2 separate regions of the Sus scrofa genome follow, and region 1 is linked to region 2. The links are chromatin contacts, called in public HiChIP or PLAC-seq maps. All regions are on one chromosome and are shown on one strand. The core of a region is the stretch at or near the end of the contact, and the rest is flanking DNA. Distances in the headings are between cores, read along the strand shown.

The links. HiChIP or PLAC-seq counts read pairs in DNA pulled down with a chosen protein or histone mark.
Region 1: a contact with region 2 is called in an H3K27ac HiChIP or PLAC-seq map of alveolar macrophages. The contact joins the promoter of DPF2 here to the promoter of LOC100511545 in region 2. A contact is called at or near these places in 1 of 5 promoter capture datasets (liver) and 1 of 2 datasets of contacts at active chromatin or transcription factors (alveolar macrophages).

Annotation. Positions count from the first base shown.
Region 1 is chr2:6,885,169-6,890,332 of Sscrofa11.1, forward strand. DPF2 (zinc finger protein ubi-d4) reads right to left here and starts at 1,380. Exons shown (of 11, transcript XM_003122537.5): 1 at 1,174-1,380. The coding sequence starts at 1,205.
Region 2 is chr2:6,486,327-6,491,114 of Sscrofa11.1, forward strand. LOC100511545 reads left to right here and starts at 2,527. Exons shown (of 6, transcript XR_002341440.1): 1 at 2,527-4,674. SNX32 (sorting nexin-32) reads right to left here and starts at 2,409. Exons shown (of 13, transcript XM_003122527.4): 1 at 1,931-2,409. The coding sequence starts at 1,966.

The sequences.
Region 1 (5,164 bases), core at 130-2,629, 400 kb after region 2:
ACAACAAAAAACCCCCACAAGAACAGAAGGAGAAGGCACTTAGCTTAATGGAAGTGGGAAAGCACTGGCAAAGAAAAGGCTCCAGGCAAGAAGAGGCAGAGCGGCACCGCACCCTTAAAAAGGGGCCCTTGGGGGGCTCAGCCCACCACCAAGACAGAGTTCCCAAACCTTTACCTTGTCATCCAATCAAAATCCCAAAGCCCTAACTGGACAACTAGACACCTCTCAATCTTCCTACCCTTGCACCAAGCCAAATTTACGCATTAAAAAGGAGCTTGCTCTATTCGCCCACGGGGCACGGAGCTGCAAAACTCATTCAGATTCTTCCTCACGGAGGGGGCTGGGTTAAATCAAGTCTCCAAGCATCTTTAACTCACAGCTAACGGGATTCTCCATTTACCGAACAACCATGAACTTTAACTTCGCTCGAAATCTGTCAGCCCAAGAGTATTGCATAGCCGGGCAGCCGGGGCGTCCGGGGCTCTGCATCGGTCCAGTGCCCGCTTTTGGTGGCTGGGATTGGCCGGCACAGAGGCCCTCTCCCCTGAAGTTCTTTCCCCTCAGTACCAGCTCTGCAACAAATTCTCCCCCGGAATATTCTTGGCCTTGGGTACCTGACACTCGAGGACCACCCCACCCCCCCGCCCGCCCGCCCGCCCCGGAACGTCACCGAGCTGTTTAGAACAAAACAGCCCAGCGGGGCTTAACGGCGCGAGGGCTGCGGAGCCTGCTCCCCCAGGGCCGGCTGCGGGCGGCCGATGGGGAGGGGTCGGCGGCGGGGCGTTGCGGGGGCTCCGGCCGCTCCCGGGTCCGCCCTCGGCCCGGCTCCACCGGACTGAGGCGTCTCGGGAGCGAATCCGGGACTGTCTTTCGTAGGCGACCAGGGCGCCATACTCTGGAAACCGTCAGCCCGAAGGGAGCGCCCAGACCGCACAGCCCCTCCGGGAGGCTGCCCGTTAGGGGCTCCCGTGTGCCCCCCTCAGGGCCTCCACAAGTTTCCAAAGAAGAGCAACGTCTCCTCCGGAGTCTCGGGTTGTCCTCCCCACTAGGAGTCGCAACATGGCCTTCCCAGGCAAGGCCCTCTCTCCGCCTCGTCCCTTCCCGCACCGCCCCCTACTCCCAGGCCCCTTACAAGACCTCCCGGCCTAGGAGGAAAAGAAAACGGCCACTCACAGCTTCACTACATTTTCCACCACAGCCGCCATCTTCCCGGCTCCTCTACCTCAGGCCGGGAGGCCCGGAGAGCGCAGCGCGCAGGCGCCGGGACCGCACGGGGAACCAGTTTCCTCGTCCTTCTGCGCAGGCGCCGCCCGGGAGCGCGCCCGAGAGCGAGCTGCCGAGAACGAGCTTGCCTGTTGGGGGCCGGGGAGCCGAGGAACTAGTGCGCAGGCGCAATGGAGACCGAGGCCGGGGCGGCGCGAGGCTCCAGCTCTACCTCCGCTTCTGACGTGTAGGGGAGCGGGAGAAGGGAGGGAACGTGTAACATGGTCCAGAAATGAGAAGGTGAGGGCTTGGTGAAAACTGGCAGGCCCGGAGGTGGTGTAGGTGAAGCTTATGCGTCCTGCTACCTCGCAGACCTTTAACCTCGTGGTTAACCCTTTGCCCTCACTTGCTGGCCAGGGGTTGGTGATAGTAGTAGGGCACAGTCCTCTTGAGCTGCCAAACACGTGCCCATTTTAGGGAAAGAAAAAGCAACTCCCAGAACCTGACGTTCTTTGGCCCGAATATTGGACTGTGACAAATTTGCCCCCATTCCTGCCTTCAGCTTTATCGGCGCCCAACTCTTCTCCCCTGCTTCCTGCTCCTAAGCTCATTCCCTCCACTTAGGCGCCGAAGACTATCCCTCTCTCTTGTGTACCATTCATTTCTGCTTCACTGCTGAATCATGCAAATTCGTTTACAAACATGACTTAAAATCCTCTTTTAAAAAAGCTCATGGGGCCGCACCCGCGGCATATGGAGGTTCCCAGGCTAGGGATCTAATCAAGACCTGCAGCCGCTGGCGTAAGCCCTAGCCACAGCAATGCAGGATCCGAGCCTTGACTGTGACCTACACCACAGATCAGGACAGCGCCAGATCCTTAACCCACTGAGCAAGGCCAGGGATGGAACCCGCAACCTCATGGTTCCTAGTCGGATTCTTTTCCGCTGCGCCGCTACGGCAACTCCTAAACTTTTTGAAATAGAGAGAAAATCATTGTATGTAAATGTAATATTAAATATACATATTAAACATTATTATTTAGCTTTACTCCTTTTTAAATATATTCAGATCCCAGTGGGAAACAGGTGCACAAAGAAGACGGTTCATTACAAAGGGGGTGTTAATGAGTGTAGCTGGGTCTGGAGGGACACCTGGGGGGGGACAGTTGCCTGGGGGTGTGTAGTAGCAGAGAAGTTTGCATCATAAGCCCACAGAAATGCAGGAAGAGGCACCAGTGGGAAAAAGGAACTATCAGGGGAGATTGGTGACCTCCAGTGAGGGCATATCCTGGCTGAGGTGCCCTTGCAGGAAGTGAGACTGAGAAATCCCTCACTCTCCCCCTCCTCCCCATCCTCTGATCTCTTGCTGGGCTCCCATTGGCTGAACCCAACCGGAAACCAAAGCCCAAGGGAACCCATAGATGTTCCTCTACCTAGGTCACCTCCTGGGGAGAGGGTAGGGGAGAGAAGGGTGGGAAGTGGATCTGGAGGGACAAATTCAAATGTTTTTAAATGATTTATATCCTCACATATTAATTTTGAAATATTGCCTATGTCAACTATAGCATTTCCTCAAACTATTTTATTTTATTTTTATTTTTATTTTTTTTGTCTTTTTGCCATTTCTTGGGCCCCTCCCGCGGCATATGGAGGTTCCCAGGCTAGGGGTCTAATTGGAGCTGTAGCCGCAAGCCTACGCCAGAGTCACAGCAACGCAGGATCCGAGCCGCGTCTGCGACCTACACCACAGCTCACAGCAACGCCGGATCGTTAACCCACTGAGCAAGGGCAGGGACCGAACCCTCAACCTCATGGTTCCTAGTCGGATTCGTTAACCACTGCGCCACGACCGGAACTCCTCAAACTATTTTACTTGAACTCTCTTCATGCATTAGTTTTGTTTTCATCACTAGAGCCATCTTTGAGTCACCTAATACAGTTTTAAGAAATCTTCACTTTTTAAATAAAGAACTTCTAAATCTTAAAAAAAAAAAAGCTCATGTCTGCCTTTGATTATCAGCTCATTTCTTTTTGCCCTTTCAAAGTAAATATTCTGTTTAATCGCCCCATCTCTTTTTCCTTTTCTTTTATTTTTAGGGCTGCACAGGCAGCATATGGAAGTTGCTGGGTTAGGGGTCAAATCAGAGCTGCAACTGTGGCCAGATGCCACAGCTATACCTGGCAACACCAGATCCCAGCTGCATCTGGGACATACGCTGCAGCTTTTGGCAATGACGGATCCTTTTTTTTTTTTTCTCACTTTTTATTTTATTTTACTGTTTTGTCTTTTTTGGGCTGCACCTGTGGCATAGGGAGTTTCCCAGGCCAGGGGTCGAATCAGAGCTGTAGCCGCTGGCTTACACCACAGCCACAGCCACTCAGGGTCAAAGCCGCATCTGAGACATATGCCATAGCTCACGGCAATCCTGGATCCTTAACTCACTGAGTGAGGCCAGGGATCGAACCTGTGTCCTCATGGATACTAGTCATATTTGTTTCTGCTGAGCCATGACGGGAACTCCTTTTTTTCAACTTTTTAAAGTTGTATTGAAGTATAGTTGATTTACAAGGTTATGGTAATTCCTGCTATGCAGCAAAGTGATTCGTTTGTGCATACACACACATCCATTCTCTTTCAGATTCTTTTCCCACATAAATTATCACAGAATATTGGGTAGAGTTCTCTGTCCTATACAGCAGGTCCCCGTTGGCCAGTCATTCCATATACATCAGTGTGCACATGCCAATCCCAAACCCCAGTCCATCCATCCCCTCTCTCCTGCCCCCGCCCTCCCTCAATGCCGGATCCTTAACCTACTGAGCAAGGCCAGGGATTGAACCCACATCCTCACAGAGACAACATTGGGTCCTTAACCTGCTGATCCACAATGGGAACTCCTGTATTTCCTATCTCTGTCGACTTATTTTTCAAGTCTCTTTCTGCCCTGTTTAATGGGGATTTTGTTTCCACCAATTCATTGAAACAGCTCCCAACAAAGACAGCATGACCTCCATTTCAAGATATTTAGAGATCTCTCTGTCCTTATCAGACTTTACGACACCACTGACCATTCCTTTCTCCCTCCCCCCCTTTTTTTTTCCACACTCATGGCATACAGAAATTCCCAGGCCAGGGATCAAACCCGAGCCGCAGCAGTGTCAACACAGGATCTTTAACCTGCTGCGCCACAAGGGAACTCTGACCATTCCCTTCGTTTTCAAATTCTTCTCTGATCTCTGAGACATGCACTCACCTGGCTGTGTGCCTATCACACTGGCAGTTCCTTCTGCCTCTTCTGCTGACTCTCCATCGTCTGTTTCCGCCCCCTGTAACAGTCAGAGTCCCCAGGGCTTGGTCTTTGGTCCTGATCATATACCTTATCTCATCAATTCTAAGATGCACGTATGCCTCGCCCCTCCCCCCATTTTAACATTTCAGAATCAGGGAACATCTTACCATCCCTGTGCCTTAAAATCACGTTTGGCAGCTCAAGAGTTGAGAAGTATTTGTCATTGCCTACCCTGCACCAAACTTGCAGAATAGGTGTCAGCAGCTGGAAAGGAAAACCTGGCAAAAGCGCTGGTGCACTCTTGTACGCCAAGTGATTGTGGGGATCACGGGTAGATGCCAAAGCAGGAGACAAAAATATGTGTTACATCCTGAATATTTATGCCCCCTACCCTCCACTGGGATGGTATTTGGAGGGGAGATCTTTGGGAGGTAATTGGGTTGAGATGAGATGATGAGAGTGGGACCTTAGTGATGGAATTAGTGCCCTAATTGAAGAGGCAGGTGGAAGATAACTCTCTTTTGGGGAAAGGCCATATGGAATTAGTGCCCTAATTTGAAGAGGAAGCTGGCAATAGTTCTCTTTCGGGGAAAGGCCATATGAAGACACAGGAAGAAGGCAGATGTCTACAAGCCGGGAAGTGGACTTTCCACCAGGAACCAAGTCTGCTG
Region 2 (4,788 bases), core at 1,277-3,776:
CGCTGTGGTGTAGGTCGCAGCTGTGGTTTGGATTCGATCCCTGGCCTGGGAACTTCCATATGCTGTAGGTACAGCCGAAAAAAGAAAAAAACATCCAATCTGATTTTTTTTTAATTTTTAATTTAAAATTTTTGCTTTTTAGGGCCACACCCCTGGCATAAGGAGGTTCCCAGGCTAGGGGATCAAATCAGAGCCGTAGCTGCCGGCCACAGTCACAGCAATGCAGGATCCGAGCCGAGTCTGCAACCTACACCACAGCTCACGGCAATGCTGGACCCTTAACCCACTGAACAAGCCCGGGGATCGAACCTGCGTCTTTACGGATGCTAGTCAGATTCCTTAACCACTGAGCCATGAAAGGAACTCCTGCAAATGTTTGTTTTTTTAATTGCAGTGTTTGTTCCAGTCATCACTACTGTAATTACTGATACAGTAAGCTATAAACCTGCCATCTTGCTTTTCATTTTCTCTTTGTCTCATCTATTTTTTGTTCTTTTATTCTTTCTTGACTTCTGTTAGATTACTCAATTTTATGTTATTTCACTTTTCCTATTATATTTAGATATTCATTTATTATCCTTTTCATTTCTCTGTACTTAAAGGAGAATCTTGAAGAAGGTAATGCTTACTCAAGAGGACAAGGTCTAGTAGTACTTTCAGAGTCTGGCACCTACAAAGGTTGAGGGTGGGTGCATCCATCAGTCTGGTAGTCCAGTACATCCTCGAAACACAAACCATCCCATATGATGACAGCCATAGTAATATAACAGCAAACATTTATATTTGTTCTTCCTCTATGCCAGGCACTGCTCTAAGCACTTTATATACATATTAACTAATTTAACCATGAATATGAACACAGATAAACAGTGAAACAGATGCTGTCTGTTCCATACTTTGTGTCTCTCAGCCGCTTTCACCTCTCCACAGTGCACTTGAACCCCAATTTTTTTTTTTTTTTTTTTTTTTTTTTGCTTTTTAGGGCCACACCCATGGCATATGAAGGTTCCCAGGTTAGGGGTCTAATCAGAGCTACAGCTGCTGGCCTATACCACAGCCACAGTAATGCCAGATCCGAGCCGCATCTGCAACCTACACCACAGCTCACGGCCACGACAGATCCTTAAGCCACCGAGCAAGGCCAGGGATCCCACCCGAAACCTCCTGGTCGGATCCGTTTCCGCTGCACCACAACAGGAACTCCTGAACCCCATTTCTTACTTCTTGGCTTCTCTGACACCCCCAGGGCAGGCTCTCCCTTTGCCCAACTGCCCCCCTGCCCCCCCGCACACATAACACACAGTCTGGCTCATTGGTGCTATAGGTCCCCAAGTCCCCTGTCTCCTTTCTGTTTGGTAACTGCTTGAGGGAGATGGGACTTCAAAGATGGACCATAGCTGCTCCATCCTGTCACAGCCCACTAATGTACATGCCTCCAATCCCTAAAAGTGAGCACTTCTGTACAACCATTCCTGGTACAAGAATGCTCAGAAACTATTTGTTGACTGAGGTGAGGTGGAAAGAATTAATGGCTTTACGATTATACAAACAGATACGCAAGTGAAGCCATCATTTCTGAACAGGATTCCCCACACTTTGGGAAAAGAGGAAGGCACTCCAGCCCCTTCTCAATCCTTAACATCCTTGCCTTTTCTTTCCCATTAAACCAGCATGACTCGGTCCTGGGGAGGGGAGAAGTAGGAGCGATGGGGCCTTTTCTGTTAGGGCAAAGGTAAAGATGCCTTCTTTGGCATCCTCACCAGTCCCCATGCAGATGCCATAGAGGCGCCCCACCCCTTGCTCAGGTCTCTTCTTTCTCTAGCTCACGCGTGCGCGCGAAAACACACATCACCACCACTCCCTGACTGGGTAGCACTGGGTACCACGGAGTGAGGGGAAGGTTGGGAGGGGGTTTGCATCCTTTCTCTACCTTGCTCTCCTTCCCAGCCTCTTGATGCTCCTCCATCACTCTCCTCGACTATAGCACACAAAGATGCCGCCGCAGGCCACTGCCCGCGCGCTCCCGCAGTTTGGTCCTCGGTAACTCGCCTGGAGGAACAGACTGAGTAGGGACCCTATCTGATGACGGTGGCACGCTCCCCTCCCTGCCCAGGAGTCACCTGGAGTAGGGCGTGGTTCCCTCGCCTTTCTCTCGCAGCCGCGCCTTTTGATTGGGTAGCAGGTTTACTGTGCGGGACGCCATTGGCTGTAAAGCCTGTCATTCCCTTGCCCAGGTCCCGGCTTTTAAGGGGGCAGTGGGGAACTGAGAGGGCCGGGGACAGGCGACAAAGTGGGTACTGGAGTCGGGGGGGGCTCCAGGGTCGCAGAGGTCTCGTGTCACGTTAGGCCCCGCCTCAGGCTTGCGGGTTGCCGTCCTCCACCGCTCTGGGCCGAGGCTTCCAACGGCCTCGCGCGGTCTGCGCGTGCGCACTCGCCCAGTCTCGCGCCCTCTAGGCGGTGGGCGGGGCGGCGGGCCAGCGGGCCGGGTGGGAGGCGGGGGGTGGGGGGTGGGGGAGACGTGGTGGGGGTGGCGGACTAGGGACGAGGGTCGGGGCTAATGTCTGTCAAGAAAGGGGTTCCGTTTGTCTTTCCTCCCTGGGACATGAGGGAGTGGAGGGGTAAGCCGCACAGGGCAGCGAGGGGGCGCGACAAGACCCGCGGCCAGAGCCCCCGAGGCCAGGCCTGGGCCCGCGGGCGGTCGCTGCTGGAGCCAGGAAGTAGAGGGGCGCAGACGACGCGAGAAAAATTGTGGATGCCCTGGAACGGGCTCATCGTGATCGGGAAGAGAATGGAGCTCCTGGGTAGAAATACGCAAAAGCCTAGGATGTGGGACCCGAAGCTTGAGTCTGAGGACTCGAGAGTGGAAGATGTGGAGAAGACAGCCTTGAGAGGAAAATCAGGCCGGAGTCAGGGTGCGAGACGAGGGCACAGTGTAGCCAGTGCATTACAGGCTTCCGCGGGTTTGGGGAAAGAGCGCTCAAAGAAGATGTGGGGAAAGCAAGAAGTCAGACACAAAATCGAGGCTGAATCTGAGAATGCCGGGACAACGCCAGGGCCTAGGAAGGGGTCTGGGTTTAAAGAGAGGTTGAACTTTACTGGAGGGAGGACCAGTGGTGAGGACTTGAGATCCAGAGGCAATGACCTAGGGCAGAATGAGGAGGAGCTGAGGTCTGGTGGAGAGAAGCTGAGGCTGAGTGGAGAGAAGCTGAGGCTGAGTGGAGAGAAGCTGAGGTCGAGTGGGGAGAAGCTGAGGTCGAGTGGGGAGAGGCTGAGGTCGAGTGGGGAGAGGCTGGGATCGAGTGGGGAGAGGCTGAGATCGAGTGGGGAGAGGCTGAGGTCGAGTGGGGAGAAGCTGAGGTCGAGTGGGGAGAGGCTGAGGTCGAGTGGGGAGAGGCTGGGATCGAGTGGGGAGAGGCTGAGATCGAGTGGGGAGAGGCTGAGGTCGAGTGGGGAGAGGCTGGGATCGAGTGGGGAGAGGCTGAGATCGAGTGGGGAGAGGCTGAGGTCGAGTGGGGAGAGGCTGAGGTCGAGTGGGGAGAAGCTGAGGTCGAGTGGGGAGAAGCTGAGGTCGAGTGGGGAGAAGCTGAGGTCGAGTGGGGAGAAGCTGAGGTCGAGTGGGGAGAAGCTGAGGTCGAGTGGGGAGAAGCTGAGGTCGAGTGGGGAGAAGCTGAGTTCAAGCAGAGAGAAGCTGGTGTTTAGGGGAGAGAAGCTGGGGACTAGTGGAGAGGATTTGAGATCCACTGGAGATCAACGTCCGTCAAGTATAGAGAAGCTGGGATCCAGTAGGGAGAAGCTGGAGAGTAGTGGAGAGAAGCTGGAGGGTTTAAGAACGGGGAGCATACAAGAAGAGAAAGTTGAAAACATGGTAGAAGTTACTGATGATGAAAGATTGATAGAAATTGTGGATGCTGAGATGGAAATGCCTTTCAAAAAGGTAGAGGAGAATGATGAAGAGCTAGAAGAGACTGAGGAAGGGGTGGAGGCTGAAGAGGATGCCTTAGAGGGAGTGAATGATAATACTGATGAATCTGTTTCTATGGAAGAGAAAGAGAATATAGATGAAGGTACCAGTGAATGAGACGGATGAAGGATTTAAGCTAAAGAAGGAAGGAGAAGCAGATAGGGAAAGTATTACAAGTCAAAGAGGAGAAATTAGAGCCAAGCAGGTTATTGATCCTCAAGGGGTAAATAGGAGAGAGAAAGGAGAGCATCTGAGCCTAAGAGGAGAGAGAGTAGGATTGAAGAGCTACTGAGAGTGAAGGCAGAGACCAGGACCAAAGGAAGTGGAGAAGAGTCATAAAGAGGGAAATGGAACATTTTGAGAAGAAAGAGAAGACTTGTTAGTCTGTTGATAAGAAGAGGAAAAATGGACATTGGTTTCTTGGAAAGGAGCTATGACTCAGGAGCTTGAAGGGAAACAGTTGAGAAGTGGATTCAGGATGAGCTAGGTTTTAATTTAACACGTGACTGGGCTTATGAGACGTAGGAGAATGCCTAGCGAGAAAAACAGAACATCGCAGCAGGGCTGAGGGCGGGGTCATGAAGTTGTGGAAGAAGATGTGGGCTGCTGTAGACAAAGTCAGTTTCTGAAGGAGGCCACTAAAGAAGAAGGAGGGACTCTGAAGTGACAAAAGCAGAAGCAGAGAGAAGAAAATAAAGAAGTGAAGAAAAAAAGTAAGCAGCCCAATCCCATAGTAGTGATGGGGTTTATCAGATTTTACAGTTATTTCCTCCACTGTTTCTGCCCTCTCCTTTCCCATGCAGTCCGTTTTACAATCTAATGGGACA